Linked DNA regions of Rattus norvegicus: region 2 is linked to region 1. The links are chromatin contacts, called in public Hi-C maps. All regions are on one chromosome and are shown on one strand. Each heading gives the region's core, a stretch centred on a gene start, on an enhancer-like site or on the middle of the called end of the contact. The rest is flanking DNA. Distances are from core to core; before and after follow the strand shown.

The links. A called contact is a pair of places that touch in the nucleus more often than the background predicts.
Region 2: a contact with region 1 is called in a Hi-C map of the A7r5 cell line, with 1.9 times the contacts expected there. The contact joins two enhancer-like sites. A contact is called at or near these places in 2 of 12 Hi-C or Micro-C datasets (the A7r5 cell line and hepatocytes).

The regions. Positions count from the first base shown.
Region 1 is chr14:100,826,701-100,829,400 of GRCr8, forward strand. No RefSeq gene overlaps it. Among named protein-coding and RNA genes, the nearest start is that of Rpl28l3, 62 kb to the left of the region's middle. Within about 2 kb of position 1,266, at least 61 of the 93 cell types and tissues checked have an H3K27ac peak or open chromatin away from gene starts, as enhancers often do. A contact at or near this core is called in the A7r5 cell line, where this site is marked.
Region 2 is chr14:100,947,789-100,950,488 of GRCr8, forward strand. It overlaps LOC102552091 (a long non-coding RNA gene), which reads right to left. Exons shown (of 7, transcript XR_010057753.1): 3 at 1-2,700. Among named protein-coding and RNA genes, the nearest start is that of B3gnt2, 85 kb to the right of the region's middle. Within about 2 kb of position 1,318, at least 36 of the 93 cell types and tissues checked have an H3K27ac peak or open chromatin away from gene starts, as enhancers often do. A contact at or near this core is called in the A7r5 cell line, where this site is marked.

The sequences.
Region 1 (2,700 bases), core at 16-2,515:
GGTCCCATGCATCCCAAGCCCACCTCAAACTCCCTAGTTGAAGAAGACCTTCAACTTCTCTGATGGTTTTGCCTCCAACACCAAGGTGCTGGGATTCTGGGCACGTGCTAGGACACAGTTCGTAGTTTCTGCAGTCTTCAGGGTTGAACCCGGGGCCTCCTGCATGCCACGCAAGCACTCTGCAAGCTAAGTTACATCTCCAGCCCCTGACGGTGAAGCTCTTCTAGACATTTCTACCCCACCTCACCCCTATCTAACATAGTGAAATGATGACACCCCCCCCAGGAAATTGGAATCCCCCAAAATTGTCATGCTGAGAGAAAGAAAGGATGAAGGCCGAAGGGAACTTGGGTCCCAGAATGCCGGTTCACACATCTCTTGACAGATGGGAGCGGTGAAGGGCGGGGCCACACATTGCTGAGGACTGCTCCGAAGTGCGGAGTGCGTGCTGCTGGTCCTCTTACTAAGCCTGAACTTCATGTCAGGACCCCACAGTGCGCTTGGGAGCTATGGGAGCTCTGTGTTTCTCTTCCTGGTGTGTCCACACTGAATACATCTTTCTCTATCTGCTTCTTGCTGTTATTCGAGGCTCTGATTGGCCTGTGGAGGGGGGTGACCACGCCTAAGTTGCTGGACTGCCAAGCTGTGACCCAAACAACTCTGGTAAGAATACTTGTCCCTCCAGCTAAAACACCAAGTGCAAGAATGTGTATTTTTACTTACAGTTGGGTTCCAGGGTCTTAGGAAAATGCTTTCACGTTAAATTCTAGTAAATATTTACTGAATGTGTGAATGAATCTTACGTTTAAGGCTAACTCAAGCACCAAACCCTAGTTATTTCCCTGAGATAATTATGTGGAAGAATATACCAAGAATGGAGTTATAATCGCCTAATGTAGAAGCAAGAACTGCTTGCTTCCTTATACCTTCAGTTAAAATAGGCCAGTACACCACATGGGGGTTGCAATTCCTACGTGGCGCCACAGGATGGCACCATTGCTCAGTGTATTTTCTCTGGAAAGCAGTCTGGTATCAGAAAATACTCATTCGTCAGCCCTCCTTCCCCTCCTCCTCCTCTCTTCCTTCCTCCTTCTTTCTTCCTTCCTCCTTCTCTCCTCCTCTCTTTCCTCCAGTACACTTAACGTTAAGGAACGCTATAAAAATAAGCCTTTCCAGAAGTTCCGAAAGAGAAGACGCCAAGCAGGATGCGTTGCACAAGACATCTGACAGGATCCATTAGGTCTGTCTTCTCTCTGGCTCAAAGCCCAGAGCCCTGCTGCTCCCAGCCTGAAAAGCAGCACGCACAGGAACGTCAGGGATCGGCTCCCTCCCCTGCCCCGACATCCACCTTGAATCCCTAATATAGACCCATCTCTGCAGCCCCTTCCTACCCTTGGGTCTGACGCTGAGAAACTATCAACAGAGGGGTCTCCCCTTGGGGTTCCATGGCCTTTGGCCTAAAAAAAAATCGTGTGACACCTTTGAGACTGTGGGTGGCGCTGATGATATTTTGTGGTTGGGGAACAAATTCCCAGGGATGGAGCAAGATTACTAAAACAAGAGGACAAAAGGAGCGTCAGAGACTGTGCTAACAGCTGGGGGCTTCCCTTTCCCGGGTCTTAGTGCTTGGGTTTGAAGGCGGTGGTCTGGTTCTAGCTGTTTGCTGGCCTCAGGAATGGGAACCAGTAACCATCTCCAAACAGAGGTTGGGAAAGGAAAATAAACCACACCCCCAGGAATTATGGGTGCTCCCCCCACTTCAGGCTCACTTCCCCTCTTCCAAGACCCAGTCTAACCCTGACACAGTCAAGCTTCGGGGAGCATGAGCAGTGTTCAAGCTAGAAGGTCATTCAGGGTGATGATTAGGGCAGTCATCAATTCCCGAGGCCGGAGAGTGACTCACTTAGCTCTGATGTGCACAGATCAAAGGAGGGTATTTATGGCTTAGACACAGGCCTGCCATTCTTCATCGTAATAAATAATATAAAGTCCTCATTCTGCTGCCGTCTCTACCCCAGCTATCTCTGGGCTGAAATGAACACCCTTCTCTCTCCGCTCTACTCTTTTGCATCTTCAAAAAGGTCAAGACATCTGGCTCTCAGAGACTGGCTGCCACCGTGCCGTGCCGTGGAGAGAGGGGGCTCAAATGCCCTTGTCCCCAGACAAGAGCACAGTCCAGCTGGCTTGCAGCTAGCTCTTCTGAGAACTTACCTTTCTTATCTTGCTTAACTGTGTCTCTCACTGTTTGGGCAGGCTAGAAACCCAGCTTCCATTTGAGAGCTTTATGAACTCAGGAACTGTCATCTCCGCTCCCCAGTCTGTAAAATCTGGATAATTAATAGCACAAAGTCTGGCTCGTGAGGATGACAAGACAGGACCAAGTCTGTTACAAGACAATGCCAGTGAGCTCTGTGCAAGCCTCGACATTCTTGCGGTATTTCCAAGAACTTCGTGGATGCAGCACACACTGATCTGTGTGGCCTCCTCAGTGAAGATGTGCACCCCACACCCCGCCCCAGGACAAAAGACCGACCCTCTTACAGGAACCAAATGGCCGGGAGGTTACGTGGGCACTTCAGACCGAGTCCTACCCAGTTGTGAGGCAGTGAGTGTCTCTGGTGCTTCTGAATGACTTAAGAAGCCACATCTCTGGCTTCTAATCCCTAGATGACAATAGTAGCCTTCTAGTTGTCACCGAAG
Region 2 (2,700 bases), core at 68-2,567, 120 kb after region 1:
CTGTTTAACCACAGGGTGGGGTGGCAGGAAGGAAGAAGCCCCCTCCCAACCATCCTGACCATCCGTCCCCAAGGACTATGATCACAGTGGCAGCCTGCACCTGTAACCACAACCACACAGTGAACTTTCACTAGAGGCTGGTGGCAAAACACAGAGATCTTTAAAATTTCCAATTTGGAGCCCAAATTATGAATATCGAAAATTACCCAGTCCCCTGCCCCTACCCGATCCTCTCCCAAACCTAAGTGCTTTCTGAGATGAATATTCATGACTCTTCCCAGCTCACAAACGCTTTTAAGGAAAATATTACATTTGGTCCTCAAATGAAACAAAGAAACAAAAACCCCTAGAAGTTGTTGTGCTTGTTGCGTTTATTTTACAAATGAAGACACTGAGGCTCACAGTGGCTCTGTGGTTTGTGTGAAGCTGCGTGGGAGAGTCTACCTTCCCCCCTCCCCCTCACAAATCTTTCTCCTACGCTGCTGACTTCCTACTAAGACCTTGTGGCTCCCCGGGGCGGTAGGAAGATGAGACTTCCTTCCCATCTGGGAACTGCAAAGAAAACGGCAGCGATATAGGAACTGACCCCATGTGGCCTCAACAGCTGATGGGAAAATGGTGCTCAGAAAGGAAATGTCCCTGGAGTTGCCTCACTGCCACCAGACCAAAAGGGCTGCATCCCAGCAATAGCACAGCGCTGTTGGTACAAGAAATGAAGCTTTCAAGTTCAGGGCTCTTTTTAATCAAGTAGTGATTGCTTCGTAAAAGGGACTTTGGAAAATATAGTCATCTTTCTATCACAATAGAAATGTCTGAGACTTCTAACAGGAGAGTTCTTTAGATTCCAGGACACCATTTGTGGCACGGTTGCTGGGTGACTGGGGATGCTCTACTTGGCTCATTTCAAAACCAGGAAGCAAAGAACATCAAGAAGGGGCCGGACTCCCGCTAGCCCCTTAAGGGCATGCCCCCCAAAGATGTGAAGACATGCCCTCTAGACCCCACCTCCTAAAGTTTCCACCATCTGCTGGGTGCGCTGGTGCATGCTTGCCTCCCAGGAGAACTGCAGCTTCAAAGCCATTAGGCTCCTCCATAGTGAGACACTGCCTCAAATGGTTTCTCCTATCCCCAGACTGAAGCTTGCTGGGGACTAAGCCTTTACCATGGAAGCCTTTAGGATATAGTTAAGCAAACTACATATCAGCACTCAAATGAAAATAACAAAAGAGTCACACCACCCATTAAATCCTCCTCCTCCACTCCCTAGTAGGGCATCTGCCTCCAAAGAACATTCCTGAGGCATAGCAGGAATCCTGTGCTTCCCCGGCAACAGGAAGTGGTTCTAGACAGAGCGTGTGCCTTTCCTCTTGTTATTGGCCCACGGAGACAATGGACCCCATGGAATGGAATTTCCCAGGAGTCTCTTGGGAGCTCGGGTCTTGGAAAGATTTCACATACTTCTGAGAGCTCATCAAACTGCCTCGCTGGAGAGACCATGATCAGAGACAAAGATGGGTCAATGATGAGCAGGGACCCACCTTGGCCAGTGGTGCACGTCTGTTTAAACTCAAACCTCGAGTCAGGAGACAGACAGGGGATCTGGGGGGGGGGGGGGCACTGGGTGTCTTTAGTCAATTCTCTTCCCAATGCAGCTACATTGAATAAATCCCGTTTCTGATTTTCACTTTTACTGTCCCCTTAACTGGAGTATTGAGGACAGGGGCCCTGGTTTGTAAGGGCTGCCAGGGCCCATGCATCAACCCCAACACCTCCTCCCATTAACTCGGCTGTCAGCCACATAGGCGGATGTGTGTGTGTCTTTCTACAACATCAGAATTTACTGAATAACTCTAAGTTCACAAAGTATGGTGGTTTTAGAGCTGTCCGGCCATTTCTGTTCCACTTTCCTTGATAGCCCTAGCCCCAGCAAACACAGGCTTTTATTCTGATATTAATTACTAATATTTACTCTGTGTATATGTGTGTGTGCCTGTGCGTGTCTGTGTATGTCAGTCTGTGTGTCTCTGTGTGTCTGTGTGTGTATCTGTGTATGTGTGTCTGTGTGTGTGCATGCATCTGTATATCTGTGTCTGTGTGTGTCTGTGTCTGTGTATGTGTATGTCTCTGTTATGTGAGTGTTTGTGTATGTCTGTCTGCGTGTTTGTGTGTGCCTGTGCATGTGTCTGTCTGTATGTGTGTTTGTGTGTGCCTGTGCATGTGTCTGTCTGTCTGTGTGTTTGTGTGTGCCTGTGCATGTGTCTGTCTGTCTGTGTGTTTGTGTGTGCCTGTGCATGTGTCTGTCTGTGTGTTTGTGTGTGCCTGTGCATGTGTCTGTCTGTATGTGTGTTTGTGTGTGCCTGTGCATGTGTCTGTCTGTGTGTTTGTGTGTGCCTGTGCATGTGTCTGTCTGTGTGTTTGTGTGTGCCTGTGCATGTGTCTGTCTGTATGTGTTTGCGTGTGCCTGTGCATGTGTCTGTCTGTGTGTTTGTGTGTGCCTGTGCATGTGTCTGTCTGTCTGTGTGTTTGTGTGTGCCTGTGCATGTGTCTGTCTGTGTGTTTGTGTGTGCCTGTGCATGTGTCTGTATGTGTGTTTGTGTGTGCCTGTGCATGTGTCTGTCTGTGTGTTTGTGTGTGCCTGTGCATGTGTCTGTCTGTGTGTTTGTGTGTGCCTGTGCATGTGTCTGTCTGTGTGTTTGTGTG